4 separate regions of the Sus scrofa genome follow, and regions 2, 3 and 4 are each linked to region 1. A link is a contact called in public Hi-C and HiChIP or PLAC-seq data. All regions are on one chromosome and are shown on one strand. The core of a region is the stretch at or near the end of the contact, and the rest is flanking DNA. Distances in the headings are between cores, read along the strand shown. Region 1 holds the start of RAI1 (retinoic acid-induced protein 1). Region 2 holds the start of COPS3 (COP9 signalosome subunit 3). Region 3 holds the start of GID4 (glucose-induced degradation protein 4 homolog). Region 4 holds the start of TOM1L2 (TOM1-like protein 2).

What was found. A called contact is a pair of places that touch in the nucleus more often than the background predicts. HiChIP or PLAC-seq counts read pairs in DNA pulled down with a chosen protein or histone mark.
Region 2: a contact with region 1 is called in an H3K27ac HiChIP or PLAC-seq map of alveolar macrophages. The contact joins the promoter of COPS3 here to the promoter of RAI1 in region 1. A contact is called at or near these places in 1 of 47 Hi-C or Micro-C datasets (liver) and 1 of 2 datasets of contacts at active chromatin or transcription factors (alveolar macrophages).
Region 3: a contact with region 1 is called in a Hi-C map of embryonic fibroblasts, with 4 times the contacts expected there. The contact joins the promoter of GID4 here to the promoter of RAI1 in region 1. A contact is called at or near these places in 1 of 5 promoter capture datasets (liver), 8 of 47 Hi-C or Micro-C datasets (alveolar macrophages, embryonic fibroblasts, mesenteric adipose tissue and 4 more) and 2 of 2 datasets of contacts at active chromatin or transcription factors (alveolar macrophages and skeletal muscle).
Region 4: a contact with region 1 is called in an H3K27ac HiChIP or PLAC-seq map of skeletal muscle, with 8 times the contacts expected there. The contact joins the promoter of TOM1L2 here to the promoter of RAI1 in region 1. A contact is called at or near these places in 3 of 47 Hi-C or Micro-C datasets (embryonic fibroblasts, liver and skeletal muscle) and 2 of 2 datasets of contacts at active chromatin or transcription factors (alveolar macrophages and skeletal muscle).

Annotation. Positions count from the first base shown.
Region 1 is chr12:60,853,079-60,856,724 of Sscrofa11.1, forward strand. It overlaps RAI1 (retinoic acid-induced protein 1), which reads right to left and starts at 1,632. Exons shown (of 5, transcript XM_021068026.1): 1 at 1,524-1,632.
Region 2 is chr12:60,998,980-61,002,724 of Sscrofa11.1, forward strand. It overlaps COPS3 (COP9 signalosome subunit 3), which reads left to right and starts at 2,275. Exons shown (of 12, transcript NM_001244149.1): 1 at 2,275-2,416. The coding sequence starts at 2,362.
Region 3 is chr12:60,615,014-60,619,109 of Sscrofa11.1, forward strand. GID4 (glucose-induced degradation protein 4 homolog) reads right to left here and starts at 2,588. Exons shown (of 7, transcript XM_021068018.1): 1 at 2,407-2,588; 2 at 2,015-2,405. The coding sequence starts at 2,498. It overlaps ATPAF2 (ATP synthase mitochondrial F1 complex assembly factor 2), which reads left to right and starts at 2,629. Exons shown (of 8, transcript XM_021068019.1): 1 at 2,629-2,930. The coding sequence starts at 2,798.
Region 4 is chr12:60,650,047-60,654,085 of Sscrofa11.1, forward strand. TOM1L2 (TOM1-like protein 2) reads left to right here and starts at 2,107. Exons shown (of 14, transcript XM_021068013.1): 1 at 2,107-2,307. The coding sequence starts at 2,256. DRC3 (dynein regulatory complex subunit 3) reads right to left here and starts at 1,775. Exons shown (of 12, transcript XM_021068003.1): 1 at 1,442-1,775; 2 at 985-1,082; 3 at 490-651. The coding sequence starts at 646.

The DNA.
Region 1 (3,646 bases), core at 382-2,881:
GCGTTCCAGCTTCCAGATCCTGAGGCCACGTCCCAGGGAAGCCTCTGGAAATGCAGCTGTGTGGTCAGTCGGGAGGGGCCTCCGCTGAGTCTGCATCGAGGGCTGCCCCCACCCAGGGTGCGCCCGACCCTGGGCAGAGCCAGGTCTGAACAGAGCCTGGGGCGGGAGAGGAGCAGAGCCGCGGCCTGGGGCGCCCACGGCGCTGGCGCCTCCACATCCGAGCTCGCCTACACCCCCCCCGCCCCGCTCCCCTCCCAGGGCAGCAGACGACTGAGAGAAGATAAAATAAAAAGTAATTCCCCTGCTCTGACGTCAGCGCGAGGTCTTAACAGCCCAGCAGCGGCATGAAACTGGATTGCAACCAGATGCAATGCCCTTGAATCCCCACCACGCCGCTGCGTTGCGCGACAGACGGGGCGCGGGGGGGGGGGCGGATGCGGAGAACGGCACGGGTCCCGCGTGGGTCCGCATCGGCGCCTGCCGAGGCCCCGGGCGGCTCGGGGCCCGGGTCGCCGTTCCGGCGCTGCCTCCCCTCCCCCAGCCCCCCAAGAGCGCATTGTTACACTCGGCGGCCTCGGTTCAGGGCAGAGACCCCGGCGCCCGCGCCTCGGGGGCTCCCTGGAGGCGGGCACGGCTCGGGCCGCGCTCCGGCCCCGGCCCCGGCCCCCGGCGTGGATTGGGGGCGGACCGAGAGCCCAAGAAGGGAAACCGCTCGCTGGGAAAACAGGCGCCCAGGAAGCTGGGGCCGCCGCGGCCTCGGGCCTGCCTGGTGTTTCGCTTCCCCTCCGCCCCTCCGCGGCGGGCCCTGGCGACCAAGTCTCCAAATGTCACCCCCGCGTCCTGCCACCCCGTCGCCCCCGCTCGACGCCGCCGCCCGGCGCCCGGCCCCCGCGTCCTCCCCCCCCCCGGGTCCCCTGCCTCCCGGGAGCGGGTCATGCCCTCGGCCGGCGCGCCGCCGTCCGGGGACGCGGGACTCGCGTGGCCGGAGCCCCCACCGTGACGTCACCCCTGAAAGGCCCGCGCGCCCGGGGCCTGGCCGCGTCCGGGCTCCCCGGCCTCCGGGGCCTCTTCCTGCCGGGTCGCGCGGCCTGCGCACAGGCCGCGGGCGCCGCTGCCCATTTGGGGGTCCGGCCGAGAGCCCCGCGCGCCGCACCTCCCGGCACGGCCCTCGAGGCGCGGGCTCCCACGCCGTGGCCCCGCCAGGCCCCGAGTCCCCCCCGGAGAAGTCGGCTCCCCGCCCCCCCCCCGACGCACTCACAAAGCTCGCCTCCGGCCCCCGCGCCGTGCGAATGCCCGGTCCCCACCCCGCGCTCGGCGGACCCCCCGCGCCACCGTGCGCGCACTGCCCCCGCACGCCCGACCCTCGCTCCTCGCGCCCCACGCCACGCACCGGCCCCGGCCCGCGGCGCGGGGCGCCCCCACCCGCAGCTCCCGGGACGGCCCTCCGGTAACCTGGCGCCCCCCGCACACAAAGCGACTTCCTCGCGGCCCCCCGCGCGCCCGCCCCGGCGCTGGGTGCTCACCTCGGCGCGCGCTCACTCGGGGGCCCGGGCTCTGGAGCTGTGACTTCGCGGCCCGGAGGCCCGGGCGGCCATGGGGGTCGGGGCGCGGCGGCCCGGCCGGCCCGCGGCCAGGCAGGAAGGAGGGTGGGCCGCGGCGCCCCCTCCTCGCGCCCGCGCTCGGGCGGCGGGCAGGGCGGCCTGCTCGGCGCGCTCTCGCCCGGGCCGCGCCTCGCTCCGCACCTCGCCTTCCGAGCGCAGCCGCGGGCGGGGGCGGCGCCCGGGGCGCGGGGAGCGAGCCCTGGCCGCGCACCGCCGGGCCTGCTGGCGTCGCAGGGCCGCGGGGAAATGCGGTCCCCTCCGCGCAGGAAGAGCGGGCGGCGGGCGGCGCGCGGGGGGAGAAGGCGGCGAGAGCGCGGGGAGAAAAGTTCCCGGCCGCCTGGCTGCGCTCGCTCGCCGCCCGGGCGCCAGGTGGGCCTCGCGCCCCGACAGCGCCCCCTGGCGGCGCGCGCTCGCCCGCGGGCCTGGGGGGAGGGGGCTCGGCGGGGGACCCCGGGGAGGCCTCAAGGTCTCGGCGGCCTGGGGTCGGGGCTGGAACCTCCGGCGGAGGTGGCGGCCCTGCCCCGGCCGGCCGGCCGGCCGGCCGTCCAGCGCTCCCGCCCTCCGGCCGGGTCCGCGGCCCTCCGTGCCCTCCGCTTTGCAGTCTGGGAAGCACTGCGACCTCTAAACTCAAGAGGCTGCGAACAGATTTCCTCGCTTGCTGGCACCTTGCTGGGCGCAGACGCAGCAGAGACAAGCGGTCCCTGCCATCACGGAGCTGGCATCCTGGCGGGAAGAGACAGACAGCATACAAATGCTTGCACACATCACGAAGATAATTCCAGGGAGTGATGCGTGCTAGGAAGAAAAGAAGCAGGTGAAGGGAGGAATAGGGGCTACCAAGCTGAGTGGGGCGGGGAGGAGGCCCGGGGAACGGACTGGCAGGAAGGAACCCTCCTGGCAGAGCCAGGAACAGCATTCCTGGCAGAAGGAAGCGCAAGTGCAAAGGCCCTGAGGCAGGAGAGAGCTTATTGGCAACCAGAGGACAGGCAGTGGGCACACCACGCAAAGGACCAAGGTTTTCAAGGCTACCCCAGGGCCCCGGGAGGAATCTGGATGCAGTTCTAGTGCCCCTGGCTCAGCCTAAGGGGAGGATTGTTGAATGAATGAGTGAACTTCCGGACACATGACAGTCCCCCTCCAAGGCCTCGCTCAGCCAGCTCAGGCAGAAGACCCTCCACCCCACCCACCACCCTCAGGGCACATTGGGTCCTATGAGTCGGGGAGGGGTGTCAAGGCATCGATGCTCTCAGGGGACCTGGGGCTGGCCGTGAGGTCCCCTGGACATCAGCCTCCTTCCCTTAAGGTAAGGCGGCATGTGGCCACGGTGGCTTTACTCCGTGACAGGGACTGTCCCCTGCTACAGGTTACTGCCTCTGATCCTGGAACCCCTCACAATTTACTTATGGGGAGACTGAGGCACAGGTGCCCAAGTCATCTGTTCAGGGTCTCAGGCTAAAGTGACCCAGCCGAGACCTGCCTCCAGAGCGCTTCCCACCAGCTCGGCCACCCACCTCCGAGGGCAGGTCAAGAGCCGACGGAAGCAGGGTCAGGGTGGACGGCGCTCTCTCAATCTAGTTCGAAACACCTGTTGTGGGGGAGACAGACCCGGTTTCTAAGTCTGGCTCCTCTGTGCCAGCTGGGAGGCTTTGGAAAAACTAGTTACCCTGCTGAGACTCCGTTTCCTCATCTGCAAAATGGGGATAATAGTAGCACCTACTTCCTGAGTTCCTGGGAGGCCCAGAGGAGGCAGGTGTGCTGCGAGTTTCACCTGGAGGCAGGGACCGCTGTTTGTGCTTTAGATCACAGGCTGGAGGAGAGGGACTGGCCCTTTCATTCCCCCAGGCTCTCTGTCCCTTTCCACCCCCTGCTGTCTCCACTCTCCTGCCCTCCCTGCCTCCCCCCCACCCCGCCCCAGGAGAATCCAGGGAAGGCCTGGCACCAGGAGCCGATTTGACCCCTAGCCTGGAAACCTCCATATACCGCGGGTGCGGCCCTAAAAAAAAGAGAAAGAAAGAAAAGAAAGATTTTGAAGTTGAAATACCTGC
Region 2 (3,745 bases), core at 1,025-3,524, 150 kb after region 1:
GAGGGCAGGACCACACCGGCTGTTCTTGCTCTCTCTGGAGGGCAGGGCTGCTGGTCTTCGGCCCTGGCCCTGCGCTGGTCTATACAGAGGGTGTGTGAGCCTGAGGGCCTTTCAGGTGCCTGCTGGCCTTGCTCTCAAGACCTGAGGCCCCAGCCTTTCACTTGTTTTCATGGCTCTCCCTGCACAACCGACCTCTCTGCTTGCAGCCCTGGGTACACCTGAGTCACCAGTGTACCCGTGCAGGATGCTGCCTCCCGTCCACTGACTGTGGGCACCTCCTTCAGATGTTGCCAGCCAGCAGGGGGCTGTGCTGACCCAGCACCAAGTGAGCAGGGGCCCTGGGAAGAGGTGCTGGTGGTACCAGGGGCTCCAGGAGCACATGGTTTGTCACGGGCTGCCCCAGGGCGGGGGTTGGGGGGGGGAGTTCGGCCCAGGGTGGGAAGCCAGGACCAGCATCCCCGGCCCCCTCTCTGCATGTCCTCGTGCGTTCCCAGTTCTAGAAGCTCATTCCCATTTCTCCTGGTATCTGGGACCCTCCTGTCATCGAGTTCTCTCCACGAAGGCCTTGCAGCAAACCTCAGACAGAGGTTTTGCCTTTGGCTTAGAGAGGAAAAATTTGGAATTTAGAAATCTCAACCAAAAAGCTGACTTTGAGTCAAATAACTTTTTTGTTCAAACTGCCGCTATCTGGAGTTCCCGTCCTGGCGCAGCAGAAACAAATCAGAGTAGGAACCATGAGGTTGCAGGTTCGGTCCCTGGCCTCGCTCAGTGGGCTAACGATCTGGTGTTGCCGTGAGCTATGGTGTAGGTCGCAGACACAGCTCGGATCCTTGAGTTGCTGTGGCTGTGGTGTGGGCCGGCAGCTGCAGCTCCAATTCAACCCCTAGCCTGGGAACCTCCATACACTGCAGGTGCGGCCTTGAAACAAAACACCGTTTACCTGGTGTGGTCCCTGCCTGTCTTTCCACCCCCGTCGCACTGCCCTCTCCAACCACTGTCATCTCCTGTCCTCCTCCCTCTCATGTGCTCTCCCCCAGTGCAGGGAAAGCACACACGCTCCTCCCACTTAGGGAAATCCCTACTCGTTCTTCAGAGATCAGTCTGTGTCCTTTCCTCCAAACGAAAAAAAGGTCCCTGTCATTCCCTGGGTAGGTCAGTTTCCTTGTGTTTTTGTTTTCTTGTATTTTGCTTTTTTATTTTTTTATTTTTTGGCTTTTTAGGGCCCTAGCTGTGGCATATGGAAGTTCCCAGGCTAGGGGTCGAATCAGAGCTGCAGCTGCCGGCCTACACCACAGCTCACAGCAATGCCAGATCCTTAACCCGCTGAGCAAGGCCAGGGATCCAATCATGTCCTCAGGGATACTAGTCAGGTTTGTAACCGCTGAGCCCCAAGCTCCCTTGTTGTATCATCTTCTAGAACCTTGTTTCATTCCTTCAGAGCACTGGTCTCTTTGCTAGGGTCTCTATTTGCTTGCTGGCTGCAAGGCCCGTGGATTATGAGGATTCTTGTGTCCAGTGTATCTCTAGCGCCTGGCACAGAACACTGCAGATGCTCAGGAAATAAATGTGCGTTGGAGGAAGTTTAAAAGGTATGTTTCTTTACTCATTCCCTATCACGCACCAAATCCTGTGCTAAATCCTCAGGGGGAACAGGGGTGGGTAAGACAGGTATCCGACCTCAAGGAACTTCACGCCCTGTATGAGCCACGGACACGGGGTGGGTTCGGAACACATTTCCGCAAGAGTGCAAGTGACAGGAACAAAGCGCTCTGAGAACCAGCGGAGGAGGGACGGGTCCATGCAGGCCATTCCGCGTCTACGCTGAGTGAAGACTCACGTCTCTAGGTGTTGGGCGCGGCTCGAAGTGCCCTACGGGGTGGTGCATCGTGAGCCTTTTACAGATGGGAAACGAGGGAAAGCAGCCGAGGAATTCGCCCAAAGTCACGCGGCAACTAAGTGGTAAAAGAGGGAGGTGAGCCCAGGCTGCCTGCCCGGCCGGAGTCACAGGAAAAGCCTCAGGGAGGAATGGCGGCCTGAAGGATCCGGGCAGGTGGAAAGCGGCGGCTCCTTCCCAGCGAAACCCGGAAAGAGGGCGCCTAGCTCTGGATTGCGCTCCTTCGCTCGTCCGCCGTCCCATCACCGACGCGGAGCGGTTTCACCTGCGCACCGGCGAGACGGAAGGGAAGGCGAGCCGCGTCCCGCGCGGCCGCACCGGAAGCGGCTCCATGGAAACAGCGCCCCGGGCGAGGCGAGATCTCGCGGGGCCGGGGCGGCGGAAGTGACGTCACCGCATCGAGGCCCTCGGTGGGTCGCCGGCCCTCGTCCCGCGCGCGCCGTCTCCGCTGCCGGGCCGCCGGGAACATGGCCTCCGCCCTGGAGCAGTTCGTCAACAGCGTCCGCCAGCTCTCCGCCCAAGGTGAGGCGGTGGGCGCGGGCCGGCGCCCGGGGCTCGGCCGGGGTCGCGGCGCTCGGCGTCGGGGCTGACAGGCGCGCGAGCCGGGGGCCCCTCCGCCTTCACGCCGACCCCCGCCGTCGGAGTCCGGCCCCCTCCTCCATCCCCCGCCGCCGGGGCCCCGACCTCGCGGCTCCCCGCAGCCCCTTCCGACCCGGCCGCGCAGCCCGCCCTCTTGCGCCTCGGGGCGCCCGACCCTCGGGGGCTCTGGCTCCAGGTTCCCTCCCGGGGGCGGGGTCGTGACCGTTGTTCCTTTGCCTCTAATTTTCACGCCGTTGGTTCGTTCATCTCGTCCCCTGAGTATCGAGCCCTGGCCGGGAATTAAAGTAATTGGCCGCTGCTGTGAGGTCCTTTGCCTCACGTTGCTTGTTGGTGAAATAGCCCCTCTCCGCTGAGTTGTTAGGGCTGAGTGGGAGGAACCGTTCAAACTGTAGCAGCGCCCGTGACCTTGGACAGGCACCCCTCCTCTGCTGAGTGTTGTCCCCGTGTGTACGCAGGGCAGGTGCTGTCCAGCTCGCCGTCCCGAGGTTAGCTGAGCTGTGGCGCGCTGCTCAGCGCGCTCTTCTGTTTCTTTCCCTCGTTACTGGTAGGAGTTAGGTTGGTAGTTAAGGCACAGCCTGGGAGCCACCCATTCGCTCATTTGTGCCCAGACCTTAGTTTCTGCTTCCCGCGGTGCAGGGTGCCTAGACGCCTTGCCTTGGAGTCCTGTTTCAGTCACTCTGTGCCAGCCGCCTAATTTCCCTGGGCCAGTTTTCTTATTTGCAAAACAGAACTCAGGCGGTGGTTGTGAGCAGCACGCGGGGGGGCAGGCAGCTGCGAGCTTTGCACACACGCTCTGTGCAGTTGCTGCTGTAGGAGCAGTTGGCCAGGCAGGGGCACCTTCTGTGCCTCTTTGCCGAATAGCAAACGTGAATGCCTTTCTGTTTACTCTTATTCAGGATTTTCTGACGGGGACCTTAAGTGAAGGGAATGTGTCAGCTTTCTCTGGCCACTCGTCTGGCTGGGCAGATTTCACATGCTGCTCATGACACTCAGGTCTGCTCTCCCTGCTTCACTGCCTCACTGCCATGTGGCTTCATGGCGACCCAGCATTTCTCTTAGGTCTCAACTCAGGATTGCTTAGTTAACTAGGGGAAATAATGGACTTGAAGTCCTTGTTTCGGAGTTCCCGTCGTGGCTCAGTGGTTGACGAATCCGACTGGGAACCTTGAGGTTGTGGGTTCGATCCCTGGCCTCGCTCAGTGGGTTGAGGATCCGGCGTTACTGTAAGCTGTGGTGCAGATTGCAGACACG
Region 3 (4,096 bases), core at 1,338-3,837, 240 kb before region 1:
CTGGCTGGAAAACCAGATGACGGGGCAATTCACAGGCCACCTGCTGTCTCCATGGGACAAACCGCTCTCCGATCCAGACGCAGGGCGGTGCTCCCGGCCTCCCTGCCACCCCACCGGCAGGCAGCTTGCTCAGCACGGCCTCCGGCCACCGGCAGGTTCTCCACTCTGGCTGCCCCGAGGCCTGCTGGTTGGGCACCAACTCGAGGTTCACAAGGAAGTTGGCACCTGACGGGTATTCAGAAACAATGCCCTCGTGACAGGAGAGGAGCTGCCGAGGTAACCAAAGCCAGCTTTTCTTTGACACCTGGCTCCCCGACCAGGGGCCCCCGACCACGGCACAAACCATCAGAGCCAAAGATGCGTTCAGATTCATGATCTTTCCAGACCTGCTCCACGCCAGGGGGTCTCACCTCCGGAATCTTACGGTTAATTGCAAAGGGTACAAAGCTGTACCTTCCTATCACATTCTCACTTGAGGCAGAAGAGAGTGGAGATGACCACTCTAGGCGGGTCCCAAAGACTGAAATAACGGAGCCCAACGCGTGCACAACTACAACAAACATCGTGGCTTATCTCAGACGTGCCGGTTTATAGACCAGAGAGACGATGAACGTGGCGGCAGGGTTTTCCCCATCACAAGGAGTTACTTATTCCCACAACGCAGCAAGAGAACAGAGGCTGAGGAATACTCCGGGAGCAACAACAACAAAAAGGTCCCTTTGCTGTGAGTCCTACTGGCTCCAAAGAGAGGCCGTCTTAAGATTCAAATTTATCAGAGGGCAAAGGACAAGGGGAAGGAAAAGACACATCCTGCGTTCTGTGCTCACTCATGGGAGCAGAAGGCAGCAGCCAGGACTCGAAGCTGCTGGAGGGACTTTCAAGGGGACAGACTTCAGGGGGCTTTTGGAGGCAGCCTAGGGGGTGGGGTATCAGGCTAAAGACAAAGGGGCAGAGGCAGAGGGTAGGTGGGTCCTGGTGCAGGCCAGGGTGGCTGAAGAGAAGGAACAATTTTCTAGGAAAAGAGATAAAAAGAAGCTTTAACCACTGCTATCAAGTGTGCTCCCATTTGCAGGAGAGGGGTGCGGTGCAGGAAAGGGCCAGGACCAGTGAAGCTGCAGTTCCAAAGCCACTGGGGGCCGGCAGCAGGTGCTCTGCGATCCAGGTCACATGGGGGAGGGGGTGGACACCCTCTCCCTGCAGGTCAGAATTTCCGCTTGGCCTCCAACTGGAAGGATCCGGGGATCCAGGTCAACACGGGGAAGGAAACAGCGTATGAGAAATAACGCTGGGTGAGTAACGTTTCCCAGTACTTGGGTATCAGAGACCTGGAGGAGGTCCTGGCTGTGTAGATAAAAGCCAAGAAGACAGAAAGCAGGTCTGCTGGAACCAGGAAGGAGGAGAACACAGATACCGGACGGGGAGGTCTGGGCAGACAGGCCAGAGAGACTGGGAGTGGACTGGAAGTGGCCAGGGAACCGGGGAAGGGACTCTGAGAAGCCTGGGCAGGAGGCCTGGCCAGGAAGAGGCTCCCAGGCCAGCTCCCAACAGACTCAGAGGGCCCGGCCTGAGGGGTGGGGCAGGAACCAGGGTGGGCTGGGGGGGGGGGGGTCTCGGGCTCAGGGGACGACGGAGGGAGGCGGCTGACTAAGCTCTGACAAGGAGGAAATCCCAGCAGGAGGAGGCGGGCCCCAGGGCCTGAGGCTTCCCGGGGGGACGAGGAAAGCGTGGCGAGGAGGCACGCCTCGGGTCTGGGAGGGTCCCGAATCAGGGGAAGCCACTGGAGAGCTCGACAGGGTCGGAGAGGGGCTGGAGGAAGAGCTGGTCCTGGGGCGACAGGCCACAGGGAAGAAGGGCCGGGTCTGAGGCGGCCGATTGCCGGCTTGGGCCCGGTGGGGCTCCGGGCAGGCCGGGGCGGGGGAGGCCGACCGAAGGCCTGTCGGCGGCCGCGGGCTCGAGGCGGCGGCGGCGAGGCCCGGCCCGTGGGCGCCGCGAGAGGCCCGGCCCCGGCACTCACCTGCAGCACCACCTCCACGTCGTACGAGTTCCCCTTGCTCTTCTGGTGGCCGCGGAACTTGGAGCCGCTGTAGAGCAGACTAGTAGCCACGCCGGGCTGCTGGGTGTTGATGGGCGGCGGCGGGATGAGCGAGGCGGCCGAAGCGGCCGAGGCACCGGCCGGCGGGGGACACTCGGTGCGGACCGGCATCGCGGGGTCCCCCGGAGCCAGGGTTGGGGGAGGGGGAGGAACCGCCGCCGCCGCCGCGCGGGAGCCGAGGAGGGCGGCCGGGGGCAGGCCAGCGCGCGCGTGGGGCGGGAGGGGTCCACCTGCCCGCCGCCTGCGGACCGAGCGCTCCGGCCGCCACCGGGACCCCGGGACCTGCGAGCGGGGCCTCCGGGTCCTGAGCGAGCCCCCTCCCCGCCTGCGCTCGCACACACACCCCTTCCGATTGGCTTGGGCGCGCCGTGGGGCGGGAGCAGGCTGGCACTGCGCTTCCGCCCATTGGCGGGCGGAGACAGCACGTGGCAGGCGCCGAGGCTCTCTGGGACTTGTAGTCTTCTTCCGGAGGTGCGGTGCGGGGGCGGGGCCGAGGCGTTTGTGATGCTGATTGGCTGCGGCGTGCGGGGGAGCGCGGCGACGGCGCGCCGCGAGTGTCGTGCACAACATGGCGGCGCCCAGGGATGCTGAGGACGCCGGCGGCCGGTGAGAAGCTGCGTGTGTCCCGAGTGCGCGGCGAGGTCGCTACGTCCCGTGTGTCCTGCCCTCAGATCTTGCGCGGTCGTCCTCCCAGGTCCCCGCGCGATGTGGAGGACCTGCCTCCGGCTGCGGGACGGGGGACGCCGCCTCCTGAACCGGCCCCGGGGTGGCCTCATCGCCTCCGAGGGGCGGGGGCCCAGTCCCCCGACCCCCGCCCGGGCGTACGCGCCCCCGGCAGGTGAGGGAGGCCAGGTCCGAGCCGGGCTGAGGGGTGGGCAGTGCAGGGCGGTGTGGCAGAGCAGGGTCATAGGTCGGGGGGAAAGTCCCCCGCCCCAAGGGCAGGGACCGCCCCAGGGCACACGCGCGTCGCGGCTGGAGACAGTCGTTTGCTTTTGCACTGCGGCTTTCGTCCCTTCTCTTAGGGAAGCAGATGTCATTCCTGTTCTCCGACAGGGGATATTAGGATTCTCGGTCAGGATCGCGCCAAGGTCACAGAGCAGACTCTCTGAGAGGTTTGTGAGGCAAGGGCCGGGTCTGCCGGGCTTTCTGTGTCCCTGCGACCCTGGCACTGAAGGAGCCCAGAGCCCAGGCTTTCAGTCGTCCATCCCGGCCACTTTGTCCGCAGATGTCTGGCCCTTCCTCCTACTGCCCTCCCACAACCCCTGCTATCTCTACTAGGGAGTTGACACTCCGTGCCTTCTTCCTACACTTGCGACTCTGAAGCTTAAAAGGTAGTGGCTCTTTCATTGCTTCTGGGGAGAGGGTTTTAGGGTAAGAGCAGAGGTGATTTCCTTTAGCCTTTGTTGTAAAGCTGGTTTAGTGGTGCTGATTTCTCTTAGCTTTTGCTTATCTGTAGAGCTTTTGATTTCTCCTTCAAACCTGAATGAAAGCCTTGCTGGGTAAAGTAATCTTGGTTGGAGGTTTTTTCCTTTCATCACTTTAAGTATATCGTGCCACTCCCTTCTGGCCTGCAGAGTTTCTGCTGAAAAATCTGTTAATAACCTTATCGGGGTTCCCTTATATGTTATTTGTTTCTTTTCCTTAGCTGCTTTCATTATTTTCTCTTTGGCTTTAATTTTAGTCAGTTTGAGGAGTACATGTCTTGGGGTGTTCCTCCTTGGGTTTATTTTATATGGTACTCCTTGTGCTTCCTGGATTTGAGGGAGTGGTTCCTTTCCCATGTTAGGAAAGTTTTCGGCTATTATATCTTCAAATATTTTTTCTGTTCCTTTCTCTTTTCCTTCTGGCAACCCTATAATATGGATGTTGGTGTGTTTAACATTGTCCCAGAGTTCTCTTAGACTGTCTTCATTTCTTTTCGATATTTTTTCTCTTTTCTGTTCCACATCAGTGATTTCCACTAGTCTGCCCTCCATCTCGTTTATTTGTTCTTCTGCCTCCTGC
Region 4 (4,039 bases), core at 857-3,356, 200 kb before region 1:
TGCCACCTCACTGGCTCCCCGAGTGAGGCCGGCAGCAGGCTTGTTGTCTCACCTTGTCCCCCAACTCGTGCGGGAGACAGGGCCTGCCGTCACCCGGGCTCGCAGATGGGACACAGGATCTGCCAGGTCGCAGGCACGTCTCCCACCAGGCTGCCCTGGCTCCTGCGGGCCCTGCCCTCCTGTTTCGGGCCCTTCCTCTGAAGCTTCTCCCCAGCGCGGCACCCCTCCCTGCCTTCCTGACCACGCGGGCCCACCTTCCTAAGCTCCCCCGCCCTTGGGAACTTGCCCAAGTGGTCCACGAGTGGGAGAGTGGGAGAATGTCCCCTTTCCTGCTCGTATTCAGAGTCGGGGGGCTCTGGGTGCTCAAGAGCTAAGGGCACCCAGCGCTTTACAGCCCCTGGTGCTGGTCCTGCGCCTCCTGCCCCGGCAGGACCACGGACTGGGCAGGAACTTGGGGCTGCCCGGCGCCCGCCCCGCCAGGATACGCACTCTGGAAGTCCAGCTGCAGGGACAGGACGTCCTTGAAGAGGACGCCCTCCTGCTTGGCCAGCTGCCCAGCCTCCTCCTGGGGGCCCTGCTCCCCCACGGCCTGCTTGAGCATGTGGTCGTCGATCACCCTGGGCTCCACGTCCCCCAGGCGGCTCATCCTCCCTGGAAAACACCATGTCTCTTCCCCAGGCTGCTTCCCGGCCTCCCTTGGCGGTCGGGCTGGGGTCCTTTCACAGCGCCCTGGGGCGTCATGGTGGCCACGGACACTCTGAGGTCGGTCCCCTCCCACCCTTGGCTGCCGCACCTGGGCTGCTCCAGGGCCCCACGGGCACCCAGCCTGCCTGGCACCCACCAGCAAGGCTGCACCTCTTGGCCCCACAACCACGGTTGTGACCTCGCCACGGCCCTGGTGCCCACAGTGTTCTGTGTAGCCTCTGCAGCTCAGCTGCGGGGAGTTTATAATCTACCACCCATCAAGGGTCCTTGGTGACTTGCCTGACAATAGTGTCGTTGTAGGTGGGGGAAGTCGCAGAGAGTTTTACCCCACTGTCACCACAGTCGCCTCCTCACAGAGAACCAGATCCAGAATTGTCCTGCAAAACAATTGTCCAACTGGACCTGAAAAATAGAGCCCCTATTGGCCATGAATCAGAAAGAGAAAACGCACCATTTACCCTATGTCACTGGGTGCCAGTGCACACTTGGTGTTAAATGACAGGCCAGCTCCAGGAGCCATGAGAGAGGGGAGCCCTAAAGCCCTAATTTCCCAGAAAGGGAAACTGAGGCTGGGGAAGGGACAGACATGGACTCGGCATCCACATCCAAAGCCACAAGTCTTCACCAAGAGGAAGATTAGGTCTAACTAAGCAAGAGGAACAAGTTAGCGGCAGTGGAGAGGTGGGAGCGAGGGTCCGTGATGCCCTCTTGAAGAGGTATCGCTAGGCCAGGGTACCTCTCTCTGGGTTGGAGGCCTGTGTGTATTTGGGGCCTGTGCCCAGAGGGAACGTTTCCCCAGGTCCTTTTCCACCGAGGCCGGGAGGAGGCTGCCAGGGGGCCTGGGCCCTCCTCCAGGTGGGGCGGCCGGCGGGCTCCTCCGGGAAAAGGTCAGGTCCTCCCGCAGCCTTTGAGTTTCAGCCCCAGATTCTCAGCTTCTGCGCAGTTCCCGGCGGGCTCCTTTCCTCAGCGACCGGTTGCTAGGGGAACCAGGAGCCGCACTCCGTTGCTAGGGAGAGTCTGGGGCTAGACATCCTGGGTGAAAGTTGACGGCCACGTGATCACATTTCTGGGCGGGGAAAGCCTCCCGGCACCAATCCGCTGTAGAGAAAACAAATACTTGTCCAATCAGCGGTTTCTACGGGCGGGGAACTTGGTATCCCCGCCCCCTACCTACGTGACTGACTCGTCTTTTGCCCAATAACAGTAAGGACTCCTTCGATTGACCAATATACAGGTGAATCAACATACACAGACTTTCGTTCGGAGGCGGGCCAGGGGAGGTGACGGAGATTCCTGTGACCTAGCTCGCGACCCCGCCCAATCGGACGCGGCAGGGTGGGCGGGGATTCGCTGAGGGAGGTGTAGGGGCCAATCGGAAGAGGGCAGGGCAGCCGTCGCCCAATAGTAACGTGGCGGGGTGGGGCTGGGACGGGCGCCGGCGTTCCGGAGGGTGGGGCGGGGGCAAGTGTCAGTCTGGCCGGGAGCGCGGCGGGGGACGCGGAGACCCGGCGGCTGACTCGCTCCGGCCCCTGCCGAGCCGTCCGCCCAAGATGGAGTTCCTCCTGGGGAACCCGTTCAGCACCCCGGTGGGGCAGTGCCTCGGTAAGGCCCCCACAGCGGCGCCCCGAGGCCTGGGCGAGGCTCCGCGCGTCCCTGCGCGGCAGGGCCCAGCACCCCCCTCCCCCCCGCGACAGCGCCGGCCGGGGTCGAGCAGCCCTCGGGGGAGCGGGAGGCCGGCGCGCTCTTGAGGACACGGTGGGGGGCAACCTGCCCCACCTCGGGAAAGGGGGCGGCCTGCTCGCGGGGCGCCCGCGGGGCCTGGCCGCCGACCCCCTGTGACCTTGTGCGAGTCACTGCCCGGTCCGGTCTGAAGTGCCCCGTCTGTCAGAGGCGGGAGCTGATGTCCCCTGTGCTCGTCCCTGCCCCCGGCTGTTGCTTCCGCGCGTTCTTACATTTGCCAACGCGGAAATCTTCGGGGACAGATAGAGGGGTGCTCGCCGGCCTGAGCCTGTGTGGGCGCCGGGATGACCAGCATCCCCGGGGGAGCGCCCGAGGTGTGGGTGAGGACCACCAGAGGGCCGGGGGCCAGTGGACTCTGCTTGCTGCAAAAAGCAACTTGCCTTTCCAGCCGAGGCTGGAGCTTAGGCCGAGTGCCCTCGGTCAAGAGTGTTGATTGGTTTCTTTGAAAACTGGATCCTGCTGGTTGGAGGAAGGTCTGGAACAACGTCTTTGGTGAGCAGGGACCTTTGGCGTCCTCGCCAGCCTGGCTGGGTCAGTGGTGACGTGGTTCTTTTCTGCCTACTTTTCAGCCTTGCCGGGGCCTGGGAAAGCCCTGAGGCATCTCGGGTGGGCCGGCGGGCGTTTGGGAGCCTTTCTCGTGTCCGTGGTGTGGGGGCTCCGACGTGGTGACGGACTGGGCGCTGGATGAGTCTCTTCTGGCCCGTGCCCACTGCTGCCCCTTCCTTCTTCCTCAGCTGCTCCCCCGCTGCATCCTGATTCCAGAAACTCATTTCTCAGTTGGGAAGCCAACTCCCGTCAGCTGTCGGAGGGACCCGTGGACTTGGGGGGAGCTTTTTCCCTTTTTCTGGCTCCTGTGCAGTAAGAAGCTCTGCACCTTTGAAGTGCCGAGGTCGTTGACGGGGTGTGTACGTTAAAGAGGATTTAAAACGTGCGGATATGAGGGGTGTGCAGGTGCAGAGAGCGTGAGGCTTCCCTCGGGAAGACCTGCGTTGGCGCCACGCCCAGTTCAGCCCCGGACCCCCAAATCCTGGGCACCCCGCTGAGCCTGGGTTTGCTCCAGAGGGAAGTGGAGGCAGGGTGCTGTGTATTCAGGGTGGTGCGGGTTTCGGTGAGATGATGGATGTGCCTGGAACACAGTCGAGGCTCAGTTCGTCGGAGCTGCCGCCGTTATTATCAGGATGACTCAGGCAGGCGAATCTTCTCTCTGGAGTGTGGGACAGCCAGCCCACCTCTGGACAGGCCCCCGGGTCTGCCGGCCCTCGAACGGGACCCTGGACCACGAAGGGAGCGGAGCCTCCTCCCTGCCAGTGAGCCACTTCCGTTCGGGTAGATGCCTAGAGGCCGCGAGGAGGCTCTGGGTATGTTTTGCGTTGTTGTGACTGAGTGTAGAATTGACTCTCGAGACGCGTCGTGTGGGTAGTGTTCCTTAAAAGCACGTGCCGGGGGCCGTTCGCAGGGCAGCGCAGAAGGGAAACAGCAGCCACGCCGGCATCGGGTAACAGCCGAATCCCCCAGCAGTTGTGCAGCTGCTCCGTGAAGTGGGTTTTATTGTCCTTCCCGCTTTAGGGATGGGGAAACTGAGGCTCAGCCAGCG